Linked DNA regions of Mus musculus: region 2 is linked to region 1. Evidence: chromatin contacts called from public HiChIP or PLAC-seq data. All regions are on one chromosome and are shown on one strand. Each heading gives the region's core, a stretch centred on a gene start, on an enhancer-like site or on the middle of the called end of the contact. The rest is flanking DNA. Distances are from core to core; before and after follow the strand shown. Region 1 overlaps Phactr1 (phosphatase and actin regulator 1). Region 2 overlaps Phactr1 (phosphatase and actin regulator 1).

Region 1 (7,675 bases), core at 2,980-5,479:
ACAGCTACTTATATTAGCTATATTATTAATTAACCACTTATATTGAATTGCCATTTCAAGTATATTCGTTGGTCCTACCTGCTATGCATTTTCTAACCAGCTTATTAAAAGGTAACTAACAGTACTCTTCAACCAGACATCTTTTTTTGAATCACTGAGCTAATCTGGGTGAAATTTGAGGTGAGGGTACCTGGATATCAATATATTGAGAGGAAAAACAACCACAACATTAATCGTTCATCACTTTGATAAGTTATTCAGCAGAGGAGCCCAGGTTCAGGAGGATCTAATGCTCCTGGGATCTATTAGTTATTAATCATTTGAGCAGTGATTGAAAATTGACTGTCAACATTGTACTTAATATTAAGGGTACACAGAGAGGAAGGTACAATGTTTTCATTTTGTTGTTGTTTTTTTTCCCTACAAAATAGGTATCCTGATGCATTATATGATAATGCTCTCCCAACTGTAGAAATATGACAATAAATTTGTCACCCAGCTTAGGTACTCTTGCCACCATTCAGTCATACATCATTCCACAAATGCATTGAATATGAGTAGATTCTCTGTACCAGGCACTGTACCACGTGTGGGCATAAATAGTTGCAGAAAAAAGCAGTCTCTTCCTCTGCTGTAGAAACACACGACAAGATGCTCCATGGAAACAAGAATTTAAAATCTTCAGTATTGAGAACTAAGAGCAGAGAGAAAGAACTGGGTGTCTGGAGAGGTTTCAGGGAAAGTTGACAAGTAAGATAGAACTTAGGGATCAGTAGGAGGTTCTAGAAAGAAAAAAGCAAGAGAGGGAGGTGTCACACAAGAGCTGGAGGAATCCAGGGCTTCAAATATGAGATTCAGTCAAGTGAGAAATAATTGTGTGTGCATGGGTGGGCATCATGTATGTGTGTGTGTACACATGTGTGCATAGAGGCCAGAGGGCGACTTCACACTTAACTCCTCATGTGCTAGTCACTTGATTTTTGAGACACTTTTATTAGCCTAGAACTCACCAAGAAGGCTAAGGCTGATGACCAGCAAGCCCCAGGGAGCCTCCTATTTCCTCAACTCTGCCCTGTGCTGGAATTACAAGCATGAATGGCCACACCTGCTCTATTGTTGGGCATGAAGCTTGGGTCCTTGTACTTAAAGGGCAGGTGCCTCACTGACTGGGCATCTCTGTAGTCCTGAGAACTGAGTTTGGTCTCCCTCCTGCCCCCCGCCACCTCCCCCAGCACTGGCAGTAAACCTGGGCCCTTGCATAGGCTAGGCCAACACTCTTCAACTGTGTTATATTCTATTAGCCCAATTTGGTGAGAAGTGAAAAATGAGAGAACACCCTGAGGCCAAGGCGAGGGGCTTGGCAAAGAGAAGTCACAGGGGCGATTTTGTTATGTTTGTTTGTGTTTTGTTTTAGCCTCTTTTAGTGTAACAGAAAAGAGAGCGTTTTTTTTTTTTTGTAGACGGTCCTTCGAAATCTCCCCCCCCCCCCAACCCCCGATCACTTTCTCCTGGTAATATTGTGAATTGCCAGTTGGACACAGTAGGTCTTAAAGCAAAAGGATTTTGTCAGAATCGAACAGTAGCTTGAAGAACAGTGTGGAGGGAGAAGGTGGGGAGAAGAGTGGATTCCGTTCTACAGATCTAAGCCATTAGAAGGATTCAGTAATCAAACGTGGCAAATGGAGCAGATGTTCAGTTTGGGAAACGGAATCATTGGTGAATGCTACACTGATCAGTGCCACACTTACCCCCTCAGGGCCTGCTCTGAGAGGAGGACACTAAGTGGTCCTCCTCTACTAGGCCAGTAAAGATCACTAAAGGGACAGTCCTGGAAGAGGCCAGCTGCACTTCCTGGTTTGGTAGATGTATCTTGTCTTCCGCTGTGGCAGCATCTTTACATGTAGGGACATCCAGAAACTCCCTGACCCAGCCACACACCCTCAGTGTGAAGTCACCCGGGGCCCCTTACTGCTCTGGCTCAGATGGGAACCCTATTGCTGCATCTGTCCCTGTGCAAACGCAGGCTTTGTGCTCCTGTCCTATCTCAGACTTTCCCTGGACTTCCTTGGTTCCAGAGTCAGTTCCTGAGGCTCAATGTCCTCGGGGCAGCCTCAACAATGCAGGGAGCTGCTCCTGTATCCAGGTGGGCTGAATCCCTTTCTTTTCCAGTGAGGTCTGGACGTGCTTGCCCTGGAAATCCAACTTCTCAAACTTCCAGTCACGTCCTTCAGTACCCCTCCCCTCGCTCCGATAAGCCGGTGAGGAAACCCGACCGGTGAGGAACCCCGACCGTGTGTGATGAGGAAGACAGAGACTGGCGGCGGTGTTGCCATAACTCTCTAGTTCATTCACTGAGTCTGGAACTTGTGTTTTTTTCAGCTAGCCTGGCTGCCAGCGAGCACCAGTGATCATCCTGCCTTTCCCCTGGCCCCCATTTCCTCTTTATCTTCCCAGATACTTTCCTTTTGTAGCTTGATAATAACATTGAGAAGTCATGTGTGGCATAAAGATGTCTTGACCAACAATGGACATGTTCAACAGCTGCCCTATCAGATTACAAAAGAGACGAGCCTTTTGAAGGTGGTGGGGTTAATAAGGACACTAGGACAGAATGTCCATAAATGAATCCTGCTAGAGATGCATGAAGAAGGGCCACACATGCGTATCTAGGCACCTACACTCCTGCAGTGATGTGAGGTAGCCATGAGAAATCTTGCCAGTGCTGAGCCAAGGCCAGTACCATGCCTTCAAAATTCTGATTAAAAGAAAAGAACCCCTTGTCTTTATAAAATTAGCCTGCCTGGGGACTTTCCCCATAGTAATGAAAGCCTCACTAGTACATTGAGGAATCTTAAAATGCCTCAGACCACTTAGCCATTCAGGGGAACCAGGTTGCCTGACTTCCAAATTTACTAGGAAGAATGGGTTGTTTTCTGAAACACCTTCGAAAGCATCATGGCATAAACATGTCACCTCTGCGTGCCCTTCCAGATTTAACTGTGACGTGTCACTAACTGATACTTGGTACATAACTACTTTGTCTCCAGTGCAAGCCACACCCCGCAGGTCCGCTGCTCAGTTCTGGTTTCTCCGGCTTGTGAAAATCACGCAACTCTCTCAGGAGTGTATGCCCCGAGATCCCCTCTAGCTTCAAGAGGGGCTGGGATACAGGTGAAGAAGGGCTTAGATGTTCTGGGGCTCAGGTTTTATTGGGATACTAGACAAACCAATCCCCTGGCCCTAAATTCACTTAGATTAGGTCACTGGGGACTCTGGAGTCAGCTGAGGGCCTTGAATGACTTAAGAACTGTCTCCTGCACTCAGGCTTCTTCTGGGGAGATGTAGTCTCCTGTGGAAGCTGTTTACAATGATCAATCCTACTCAGTTCACAACAGCTCAGGGCCTAACTGCTTCATGATGCTTTAGGTTTTCAGCAAGGGGGTCGTGGGACTTTGAGTGCTCAAGTTTACATTAGTTTTGACATTTTAAATGCGCGTGGGACACAGTGAGAGCTGACAGCCAATTTGCCAGGCAACCTGGCTTCCCAGACTACACAGCTAGCTGATGCATCTCTGGACCCTGTGCCATCATCCTTGGGCCTCTTCTCACACAGTGCTGTCTAATTTCTACCTGTTGTTCACTTGCATACATTGGGGTCTTCTCGGTAGGAAACTTGATGTCTAATCTGTTTTGCTAAACTATGCTTCTTGGGGGATAGGGGAACTTGGATGAAGCTTTTTCAAGTAAGATGCCTCTCTCCTGCATCATGTATCTGTGCTGGTGTGAACTGTCAGTTTCTTAGATACAGGAGACTAAAACAAGCCATTTCTTACAGTAGCGTGCTTCCTGTAGAAGGAGGTGTCTGGGATGGGTTCCCATGGGTAACATTCTGTGCACTTGGCATTGTCTTCCTTACCTAGCGCCTATCCTGCTTTTACAGATAGGCCCAGCGGAGTAGACCTTTGCAAGACCAAGCAGGGCATTCTCTCTGAGCAACTCTGTGTATTGACAGACAGAAAAAAATCAGCCAACAACCGGAGCCCTCTGCTTAGTGTTGGAAACAGGGTCCTCTGGAAGCAAGCTGTGGTCAGCTGAAGCCACCATGGAAATACAAGGTCATCAAATGTCCCTTTCTCTTCTGTGGAGCCTTTCCCTCCTCTGTCTGCTGCTTTCATGGAGTTAATTAACAGTGTATTCAGGCAAGACTTTAACAGCCGATGACTGAGAAGGTTTACAGCCTCAAATCACAATGAGGTGATTTTGTGAAGCTCTTTGGAAAGGAGACACAGACAGACAGTAATAAAGGTGTCTGGGTTGAGCCTCCTGAAAAGCATGCTGATTTTTTTTCTTTTTTTTTTTTAAAGCTGAGATGCTGGTAGACATTTTGGCTTGCTGTTAAGACAAACAAACAAACAATTGTTTGGCTGTTTTACAGACTCAGGATCTTGCCTTTGAATTAAACAAACAAGCCTTGTGTTATCTCCCAGACAAACTTCCACATTATTATTTAATGTATATTGCCCTCTAGCAGATTGGCTTGATATTGCAAGCATTGTATTCAAAGATAGTGTTTCCTTGCCAGGGCCTGGGCAAGTTTATGGGCAAGTTTACTGAAAGGCTAGACTGTCTCGCTAGCTATCACAGCTTAGATGTAGGATTGCCCAAAGGCTTGTGTACTGGAAGATGTAGGTCCTCAGGTGGTACCTTTGGGAGGGGGTGAACGTTTAAGGAGTGGGGTCTAAGAGGAGGTCTTTAGGTCACTGGAATGTAGCCTTGAATGGGGTAGTAGGATCCTGACCCCTCCTTACTCTCGTTTGCTCCATCATGAGCTCCTCCCACAATGGACTACCCCCATGGCCTAAAGCAACAGGACCAAGAGATCATAGGCTTGAACTTTCCAAGCAGAGCCACAATGCCCCTCTTCTCTATCAGTGGTTATCAGGTATTTGCTCTATTGACAGAGAGCTGAAGAGCATCCCAACCGAAGAGAAACACTGTTTAAGAGACAGGACCTTTTCATTTGGAGCAACTTTTCTAGAACAAGACGCAATGACATATATATATATATCCTGGTTTGACAGCTTTTGCTCTGAACACAAAGCACTGGACCATGATGTCTGCAGAGACCCGAACAGAAATAAAAGGTGAGAACAGGCTCACCGAGAGCTTGGACATCAAATACAGCTAGCTACAATACCCACACTGGCATTCGGTCTGCATAGCATGGGGGAGAAGGCAGTCAAAGGCAAGAAGCTTGCGCGTCAGTTAGGACCCTGAGCACATTCGATGCTTGACTCCACTGGGAGTGAGTGTTAAGGATTTGCTTACAGATCACTAGGTTGTGACTGAATACTTGTGCGAACCACACCTCCCTCATTTCCACCCCTTGCCTCTTTCTATCCAAACAGAATTTCCAAGCCAAGTAGATATTTTATGTGGCTGTACTGGCTGGTTTTGTGTGTCAACTTGACACAGGCTGGAGTTATCACAGAGAAAGGAGTTTCAGTTGAGGAAATGTCTCCATGAGATCCAGTTGTGGGCATTTTCTCATTTAGTGATCAAGGGTGGGGGGGCATTGTGGGTGGTGCCATCCCTGGGCTGGCAGTCTTGAGTTCTATAAGAAAGCAAGCTGAGTAAGCCAGGGGAAGCAAGCCAGTAAGAAACACCTCTCCATGGCCTTTGCATCAGCTCCTGCTTCCTGACCTGCTTGAGTTCCAGTCCTGACTTCCTTTGGTGATGAACAGCAGCATGGAAGTATAAGCCCAATAAACCCTTTCCTCCCCAACTTGCTTCTTGGTCATGTTGTTTGTGCAGGAATAGAAACCCTGACTAAGACAGTTGCCTTGCAAGCCCCCTTTATCTCCCTCTGAGATGCCAGCTGCTCGTAGTACCACAGACAGAGGTAAAAATCTCCTGCCTTCCCTGAGCTCAGGTTGTTTGAGGGGTTCTCAGCCCTTGGTTAGGGAACTGCTATAGTGTAGTAGAGTCGAACTGAGCTGGCTCAGGTCTGAACCTTCATTTTCTCACTTTCTAAGTGGAGATGTACCTGACTTCATGACCATCAGGAGGATCAGGGCCTGGCCTGCTCATACCTGGCCAATGAGTATCTCGTAGCAGTGGTCATCACAATTATACATGCAGGTCACCAGGAGAGACATTGAAAATGTGTGTTTGTTTATTTCTGTTTATTGCTTACAGATGTGCAGAGATGACCCCTCTAACCCTAGATGCTTAGATTTTATTAAAGAGTTAACCTAGGAAGCTCTTCGGGGAACATCTGCTCCTCTTTGGCTGGCCCAGGCTTCCTATGGGGGTCCTACTAAGGCTGACCATGGATCTAATCGGTGCAGCACTGAAGAGTGGATCGGGCCTGTAAAGGAGCCGTGCCAAGCTCAGACCCATGAGGGAAATCAGATGTCTGATAGTAGCCGTTGAACATTAAGTACAACAAAATTGCCCTCATAGGGGAATTACTAAATGTCTGATGTCATTCAAGAAAGCTTTATAACAGAGTCTCATGTTTATGATTTGGATATTTGCAGACAATTGCTTAACATTTGGAAAGGTATGCTCATGATTTGTAAAAAATTAATCTCTCTCTCTCTCTCTCTCTCTCTCTCTCTCTCTCTCTCTCCATCAACTACCTACCTACCTATGTACCTTTTTTCAACAGGGTTCTTCTGTGCAGACCTGGTAGTTCTGGAACTGACTATGTAGACCATGCTGACCTTGAACTCTTAGAGATCCATTCTCTTCTGCCTCCTGAGTGCTAGGATTAGAGGCATACATTACTACATCAAGCTATTTTTCACTTAAATTTTTTTTATTGTTTTATGTGTATGCATGTTTTGCCTCCATGTAGGTCTGTGGACCACATATATGAAATGCCCAATTAGGTCAGTGGGGAGTGTTGCATCAGCTGGGACAGGAGTGGCAGACAACCGTGAGCCACCAGTGTGGGTGCTGGGATTGGAACACGGTTCCTCTAGAAGAACAGACAATGCTCTTAACCCAGGAGCCACTTCTCTAGCTTTTGCGCCCATGATCCTTGATGATGGAATTCTCACGAGATTTTTCCATCTCACAAGCTCGAGACTAAAGATGGTGTCAAGGTTGTTGTTGCTGTTTTAGTTTTTCAATTAGCGGTCTGGATTTCCTCAAATGTTTACTCGAGCCTTTGGTTTATGTTGAAAGTTAGCCAGATAGTTTGAATAATAGGAATTCAAAAGCCAAGTTTCCACCTACATCACTACAGTTAAGAAAGAGTTGTCACGCCGGGCGGTGGTGGCACATGCCTTTAATCCCAGCACTTGGGGGCAGAGGCCAGCCTGGTCTACAAAGTGAGTTCCAGGTCAGCCAGGGTTATACAGAGAAACCCTGTCTCAAAAAAAACAAAACCGAAAACCCAACCCCCCCCCCCAAAAAAAAGAGTCGTCACTATTCATAACCCCACAGTGCGCATCAGTTTGTGTTGCCTTCTTGCTCTTTTTTTTTTTTTCCTTTTTCGTGACAGGGTTTCCCTGTGTAGCCCTGGCTGTCTTGGAACTCACTCTGTAGACAAGGCTGGCCTTGAACTCAGAAATCTGCCTGCCTCTGCCTCCCGAGTGCTGGGATTAAAGGCGTGCACCACCACCGCTCCGTGCCTTCTTGTTCTTATGGCAGCGGTGTGGACTGG
Region 2 (7,675 bases), core at 3,002-5,501, 200 kb before region 1:
GGTTGTGGGTAATTTCCAGGGAACATCTCTGGTTCATCTCTCCATGTAGCTACACGTGGGCGAAGCCACACTAGGAAAGAACTTTTCCCAAGCCAGGTGCTCCTCCAGCTGAGCCAGATGTGTGGTAGGTGGAGCTGGAGAGGGAGAGGGAGAGGGAGAAGGAGTGGGTGTAATGAGGACCAGTGAAGGGGAAATAGACACAAAGGGCCCATAGGAGGGATGCTGGAGCCTGTGGAGGGAAGGAGGTCCCTTCAGCACCTGCGCCTTGCTTTGGTTTCTGGTAAACACATGGGAGGGAGGAGGAGTTATTTCAGTGGCTTGTGCTAGCCTGAGCATTTCGACATCGTTTAGGAGCATAGCTACTTATGGGGGTGGGGACATGCTAGTGATGGACTAGAGGAACTCTGCTATGCAAAGTCACGGACAGATTAGATAGGCAGATACACATATTACACTTCAGCAGCACTTAGAATTAGAACTAGTGGGCAAGAAGTGAAGCCTTGGTGGGAGCCTATGATCTCTGGGACATCAGTCAAATCCCTTTGCCCCCTCTGCACCACACACACCAGCCAGTGTGATTTCACGAGCCCTCAGGAGGAACTGAGCACCTGGATTTTGATGCAAAGCTTTCTGGGTCCTTGTCAGGCATAGCTAGGTTCACACTCTCTGATAATATATTTTGGTAGAGCAGTTATTTAGCATGTAGCATGCTCTGATTTTAATCCCCAATATTATTTTTAAAAACCTTAATGTAGATTCTACATTAGATATAGATATAGATATAGATATAGATATAGATATAGATATAGATATAGATACAGTCTAAATGAGAAATTACACTTCCTCCACCCACCACCAATTTCCAAGTGAAGGTGACACCCCAGAAAGAGTTGGCTTATTTATTCTGTAAGTTCTTTGTTCATTTTCAGGCTCAGAACTCTGTGCTCACAAGGACAATGCACACAGCATTTGAGAAGGGTAGAACGTTAACATCATTAACTTGATCCTTCCTCTGGCTCCACTCTTATTCTACAGATGCGCTATGTGGAGAGGTGGTCCAGAGACGTTCCCTGGCCTCTTCGGCCTAACGCTGAGCTGCTCAGAGACTCACAGCACAAGTGTAAGAGGAGAGATCCCAATGTTTCTGTTTTCTCCCCAGGACATCACACTGTTGTGAGGATAATGCTATGCTATATGGAAACAGTAAGACTTTAACAAGAGAAGTCGAGTTTCCCTTTAGAATCTTGTGTGCTTCTGAGAGTGGGAGGTGGGGGTGGGGGAGGGAGAAGGAGGGAGGAAGAGAGAACACTTGGATAACCTCAGGACTTAGTCCTTGCCCTCCACCTTGTTTGAGGAAGGATTTCCTGTTGTTTGCCTCAGTGTGCTACAGACTAGCTGTCCTGAGAGCCTCCCATGGATTGATTCTCCTGTCCAGATACAAGTGCTAGCATTACAGATGTGTACTACTGCATCCGGCTTTGTATAGATTCTGGGGATCCTGGTGAAAGGTCTTACATTGGTGTGTCCAGTATATTACATTCTAAGCCATCCCCACCTCCCCGAGGGCACGTGTACTTGGGGTTGAACAGCACAGGAAGTGACATCAATACTTTAGTCTCAGATGACTCCTTCTGAGGTGCCATTTCCCTAGGATCTCTTTTTACAAGCTACACACAAAGCCTCTTCTCTCCCTCGCTGTCAGCTGCCCCCTCACACTGAGAACTTAGCTTGAGCAAAGCCAAAGTCAGGCACATCATGGTTCCTGAGTGCAGTGAAGGGAGCCGTCTGGTACAGAAGACCCCTTCCAGCCCCAAGACCTGGCCTGTTACTGAACTACGCAATGGGGCTATGGGATCAATGACGAGAAAAGAGAAAACATGGCTTCCCCTTCATCAACCACGGCTGCTAGCCCAGCCTTCTTTACCAGGTGATCTTGGCTTTGGGTGAAGCACAAACAAGAAAAGGAGAGGAGAGAAATGAAGACAACTTGAAGACAACTTAAAGTCAAGGAGCCGCCCACTGGGGAGGAGCCATGTAAATTGCCCTATGCTCTCCCAAAGCCTGGGGGGGGGGCGGGGGGGGGGGAGGATATGAGGCCAGAGGTCTAGCTGTCTACCTGGGATGGCTTTGTCTCTGGGAGGTGGGAAGCAGAACTGAGCATAACAGAGCCGGTCTAGCAAAAGGAAACAGAGACCCATATTGTCAGCTGGGTGGCACCAACCTGCAAGAAAGTATTATTTCTATAGGGAGGGAAAAATAAGCGCCGTAAGGACTCACATTAAAACAAGGGAACTTATTTTAAAATGTAGGAAGGGGTCGTTCTTAATTAGCGCACAGGGCAGGGTAAGTCTGAGAGACCACACAGGGAATGCTTTGGAACAACTTCTTTGATCCTGCTAAGAGTATCAGAGTAGAGACCTGTTTAGATTTCTTTCTCTCCTCTAGGACAATCTTTATCTGTTGAAGGCCCTGTTCAACTGTCTTTAAATTGCACTCTGAAGGGAAGAAAGCCACTGAGAAGTGAAGAACCGTGTAGTAGTCATGCATACTCTTCTACCGCCATTCTCCAAAAGAGTCGACTCACAATTAAAATCTGTAGCTTTGATCCTTTTTGAATCGTCCAGCTCCAGGTAAAGGAAAATTTAAGCAAGAAATCTGTGAGTGACAGAACAGGGGTTTCAGTACCTTGAGCACACGTCAGCTTCCTGTCCAGCCTCAGGGATGCTAGGCAAAGGTAATATCGCCATAGCCACAGCTTAGGAAAACCCCCAAACAAAATAACCAATCAGGCATTGAGATGAAGCACATGTGTAATCCCGGCACTCAGGAGGCAGAGGCAGGAGTCTGAGGTCACCTTAGGCTACAGAGTGACACCTGGCCTTAAAAGCTTGGAATGCAGCTCAGGGGTGTGCTAATCAGTACAAAGCCCAGGGTTGAATCTCCAGCATGGCAAATAAGAGAGAAAGGAAGAAAGAGAAATGTGAGCATATGGGTATATGGTTGGTTTTTAGATAGCATGGTATGATGAACACATTTAATAGCCATTCAAGTCCAAAGGCATTCTGTTCAAACACCAAATAACCTATCTCTCACTAAATCAGGTGTCCAAGAGTGGCAGGTACAAAGAGCCAAAGATTTTTTGCCAAGAGCCCAAGTATTGCTAGGTAGAGAGAGTTTCGATTCCTTGATTAGCCAAAGAAAGCCTGACCGAATCATTCATTTTGCATGTTAAAAGATACCTTGACTTGTGGACTCAGGCCAAGTGATCTCCAGAATGAACATGCCTAGTGTGGGACATGCTTCTGTTACAGGTGGATCATGAGACAACACAGGTTCAGGTGTTGACAGCTGGCTTCTCGCACAACCGATCATGCTAAGGGCATGCGATGGAATGTGTAGGGGGTGGAACCTAGTTGGAGGGAAGGACGTGGGTGTTTGGGGACGTGTACCTTTGAAGGGGACATTGGGATGTCAACACCCCCTCTTTGGGTTTGTTTTCTAACCACCATGATTAAAAACAGCCTTGGGCTCTGACACATTGCCTGTGATAAAGGGACGCTCAGCCACAGCCCTGACTGGGCCAAGGAACCTTGGACTTTCCCTGATTCTCAGTTGATTTTCTCATGCATTCTGTCTCAGTGACAGAAAGCTAAATCTATGTAAAAATTCCCATATAGGAAATGATGGGTAAGCGTTCTTGTCATATGATAAGGTACGGGTTGTGGTTGCTGCTCTCTCAGTGTGGTCTTACAGCCCTTGCCATGGTTTTATAATAGCAACTGTAGCAGAATCCCCCCCATACATGGGCTCAGGGATCCAACAATCCACTGTGGTGGTTTGAATCAGAATGTTCTTCACGCGCTCATATATTTGAATTCTTAGTTAGCAGGGAGTGGAACTGTCTGAAAGGATTAGAAGGATTAGAAGGCATGGCCTTCTTGTTGGAGTAAGTGTGTCACTGTGGGAAGGCTTTGGGGTTTCAAAAGCCCACAGTAGGCCCAGGCTCTCTTTTTGCCTGCTGCCTGCAGATCAGGTTGTAAAGCTCTCAGCCACTTCTCCAGTGTGATGTGTGCCACCATGTTACCTGCCCTGATGATAATGGACGAACCCTCTCAAGCTGTAAGCAAGCCTCCAAATAAATGCTTTCTCTCTGGTGTTTCTTCCTAGCAGTAGATCAGTGACTAAGACACATGTCCTCTTACTCTCTTCCTGTGTCTTTGGAAAAAGTCACATGGTGTCATGACAGCGCTATGACTCAGCCAGCTGCAGGGATTTTCCATCAGGCCTGAATTGTCCTCATGCACTGAGGAACTGTTTAGATTCTTGCCCTAAATACCAGACAAACTAGCCTTGAGCAGGGATTCCTTAAACCGGAGGCTGCAGACACACCCAGGCAGAATAACCTTCCTCTCTCTCTTCCTTTGTGAAGAGACATTCATGTACTGTGGATGGTCCTCTAATACATACATGGGATTGATTGTTTAGGGTTCAATATTTCTTTCTTTGAAATCTGAACTAGACCTGTGCCTGGATGGCCCGTCTCTAGTGGGAACTTCCCTGCAGCTGTTATTAGGTGGGAAGGTGCCAGAGATGTATGAACAAAGCTCACTGCCAAGGTGGTGACCCAACCACTGTACTTGCCTTATTTCTTCTTCTTTGTATCATCATCATCATCATCATTTAGAAGTAGTTGTCATCATAGCTTCTTGGGTCAATTCTTCATGGCCCACAAGGCCAGAGATTTTTTTTTTCTCTGTTGTTTGTGGTGAGATTTAACTCATCTTCTTCTATACAGTCTAAAGTGTACTTTGCAGAGCAGTGTTGCCCACAGATACCCAACAGATGAATGCAAGCTCAAACATCCACTACTCAACAGTTGCAAGCGCAAAGACAAAAGAATCGGAGCAAGATGGTGCCTGTACTAAACACGTACAGACCTTTTCTCTCTCCATTTTCTTATTCTTTGACAGTTTCATTCATGCACATAATACATGCCAGTTCTATTTGCCTCCCATTTCTCTCTCTTCCAGTCCCTTAGTTACTGAAACTCTTCTTTCCAGCAAGCCCTCCACCCCTTCTTTTCAAGACATATCTCCTTTTCTGACCTGGCCACCATCACGCATAGCATTTCTGTTGCAGTTGGTATTGTGCGTCATCTAGCAGGAGAGTCAGGGGCACAGAAAGAAACCTACATGACCTGTGAAAGTATTCCATTGGATGTAAGAGACTAGATTTTGGCATCGTTGGGTCCTAGAACTATGTCTCAAAGGTTCTAAGAGATGATTACACAGGAGTGGGACAAGGTCTTCCTTCATGCCTGAGCTGGCAGATCCTCACAGTGACAGTGACCAAGCGCCTGTCTCCATGTATGCCTGTGGCTCTAACGGAAGCCTAAGTCAGTAGAGCTCTTTGCTGCACCAAGTGGTCTAGGCCGGATATTCACCAATGCATCCAGCACTGAGACTTTCTCCAGTACACGAAAGTGAACTCAAGTAACCCAATACCACAGTGCACTGGTCCATTAACAATTCTGGTTTGGCCATAACTGATAAATGATGCCACTAACAGGTCTGTTTTTCTCTTTCTCCAGGAAAAGGTCCTCTCAGTCAGGTCCCACACATGCATATAAGGAAAGGGAGTGAACATTGATGTGTTTTATAAAGCCAAGGGTATTGCTGGGCAGTGGTGGCACACGTCTTTAATCGCAGCACTTAGGAGGCAGAGGCAGGTGGATTTCTGAGTTCAAGACAAACCTGGTCTACAGAGTGAGTTCTAGGACAGCCAGGGCTACACAGAGAAACCCTGTCTTGAAAAACAAAATGGGAAGAGGTTCCTCAGTTGGCCTATGCTGAGGCATCCACTGCCCCCTCCTTTCTCCTCTGCAAGGTACCAGCCATACCATGGGTGTAGTATAGAATAGAGTTTATTTGGGGATATGGGAAAGGGAGTTGAGAAGGGAGTAGAGGCAGAGAAGGAGAGAGAGAGAGAGAGAGAGAGAGAGAGGAAGAAGAAGAAGAAGAAGAAGAAGAAGAAGAGGAGGAGGAGGAGGAGGAGGAGGAGGAGGAGGAGGAGGAGGAAGACAGAGGAGACAGAAGAGGGAGGAGGAAGAAGAGGAGGAGGAGGAAGAGAGGAAAGGTGAGGCTGGCCAGGAATACATAGAGAGAGGGAGGGAAAGGAAAAGGAGGGAGAAAGGGGTTAGGGAGAGAAAAGGGGCAAAGGGGCAGAGAGTCAGAGAGAGCCCAAGAGGTCAAACAGTCCCTTTTTTAGCAAGCCAGGCTTACCTGGCTGTTGCTAGGTAACTGCTGGGTGGAGTGTAGAAAGAATGCCACCAGGCACAGCAAAGTTGTAAGCTATGTGGTTGAGAATATGTTATTCACAGATTTTAAGTATATCCACAGGAGGAATGAACCAGCTGGAAAAGCATTTGGGAGCTAACTAGGCAAATGCAGTTCTAGGAGGATACTGGAGCACATCGGGAGTTATTCTTAGCTTTGCTACATAAGAAAATGGCCCTTATAGACATAGGACACATTTCTTACTTTTTTAGAGATGCACAATGAGAGGTGTGTCATTTACATTTAAATGCTGCAGAAGGGGACTGGGGAGGTGGCCTAGCGCTTGCTGAGCAGGTATGAAGACTTGGGCTCAAATTGCCAGCATCCATGATGAGCACTTGTGACCTCAGAGCTGTGGTGAGCGGAGCCAGGAGGGTTGCTGAGGCTTTCTGGAAGTCACTTAATCAGGTCAGTGAGGCACTCAGGCACAGGGAATAAGGTGGAGAGTAGAGTACTTCATGTCTCCTCTGGCCTCCACATTGAAAAAAATCAACTGAGAGGAGATAGCTCCACAAGGAATGATCTGGTGAGGGCCTGAGGGATGGTCACACCACAGTTTGCTTTTCCTGCTGTCTGTCTTTAAGCTAATTAGCACAGGGAGCTAGCTCCTCATCAGATTCTAAGATTAGTCAGATGCATCATCATCACCATCATTATTATCACCATCATCATCACCACCATCCATCCATCCATCCATCCATCCATCCATCCATCCATCAATCAATCCATCAATCCATCATCATCATCAATCATTATCACAATCAACCAATCAATCATTATCATCATCGTCACCATCAATTCTCCTCCTCCTCCTCCTCTTCCTCTTTCTTCCACACTGGCTGCCTAGTACAGGAGCACCGTATAACACGATGTTTCTCTTTTATTTTTTGACATTCTGGTGCATATACACATACTGTGATCACACTCACAGAGCCAAGTTCACAGAAACAAGCTTGCCAGCTTTGCTCTTTACCTTTTCAGAGTCTCTGGTTCTGATCCCCTCTGCTGCAGTGTGGTCTGGAATACAAGGTTAGCACGGGAAGGGTGCTTTTCAATTTTTTATTTCTCTGACTCTTTAAAGAGAGAGAAGGATAGCGGCATCTGTTTGCTTGCTTTTGTCTCTTTTTTGATGCTGGGGATGGGATCAAGGGCTTTGTGCATACTCAGCATGGGCCCTACTGCTGAGCTACACCTTCAAGATGACCAGGTGGGATCCATTCTTATCTACTGCCAGAACTAAAGGAGGCTAGTAATTATGAATCACAGTTTCTAGTTTCAGCATCACAACTATACATAGCTATGCTATACTTCTATTCGGACAGATATTTTGCCTAAAGAGA

The links. HiChIP or PLAC-seq counts read pairs in DNA pulled down with a chosen protein or histone mark.
Region 2: an H3K27ac HiChIP or PLAC-seq map of trophoblast stem cells shows a contact between it and region 1, with 5 times the contacts expected there. The contact joins two enhancer-like sites. A contact is called at or near these places in 2 of 484 Hi-C or Micro-C datasets (olfactory sensory neurons and uterus) and 1 of 115 datasets of contacts at active chromatin or transcription factors (trophoblast stem cells).

Annotation. Positions count from the first base shown.
Region 1 is chr13:42,832,540-42,840,214 of GRCm38.p6, reverse strand. All of the region lies in intron 3 of Phactr1 (phosphatase and actin regulator 1), which reads right to left. Among named protein-coding and RNA genes, the nearest start is that of Phactr1, 160 kb to the right of the region's middle. Within about 2 kb of position 4,229, at least 17 of the 459 cell types and tissues checked have an H3K27ac peak or open chromatin away from gene starts, as enhancers often do. A contact at or near this core is called in trophoblast stem cells, where this site is marked.
Region 2 is chr13:43,029,182-43,036,856 of GRCm38.p6, reverse strand. All of the region lies in intron 4 of Phactr1 (phosphatase and actin regulator 1), which reads right to left. Among named protein-coding and RNA genes, the nearest start is that of Gm52053, 20 kb to the right of the region's middle. Within about 2 kb of position 4,251, at least 57 of the 459 cell types and tissues checked have an H3K27ac peak or open chromatin away from gene starts, as enhancers often do. A contact at or near this core is called in trophoblast stem cells, where this site is marked.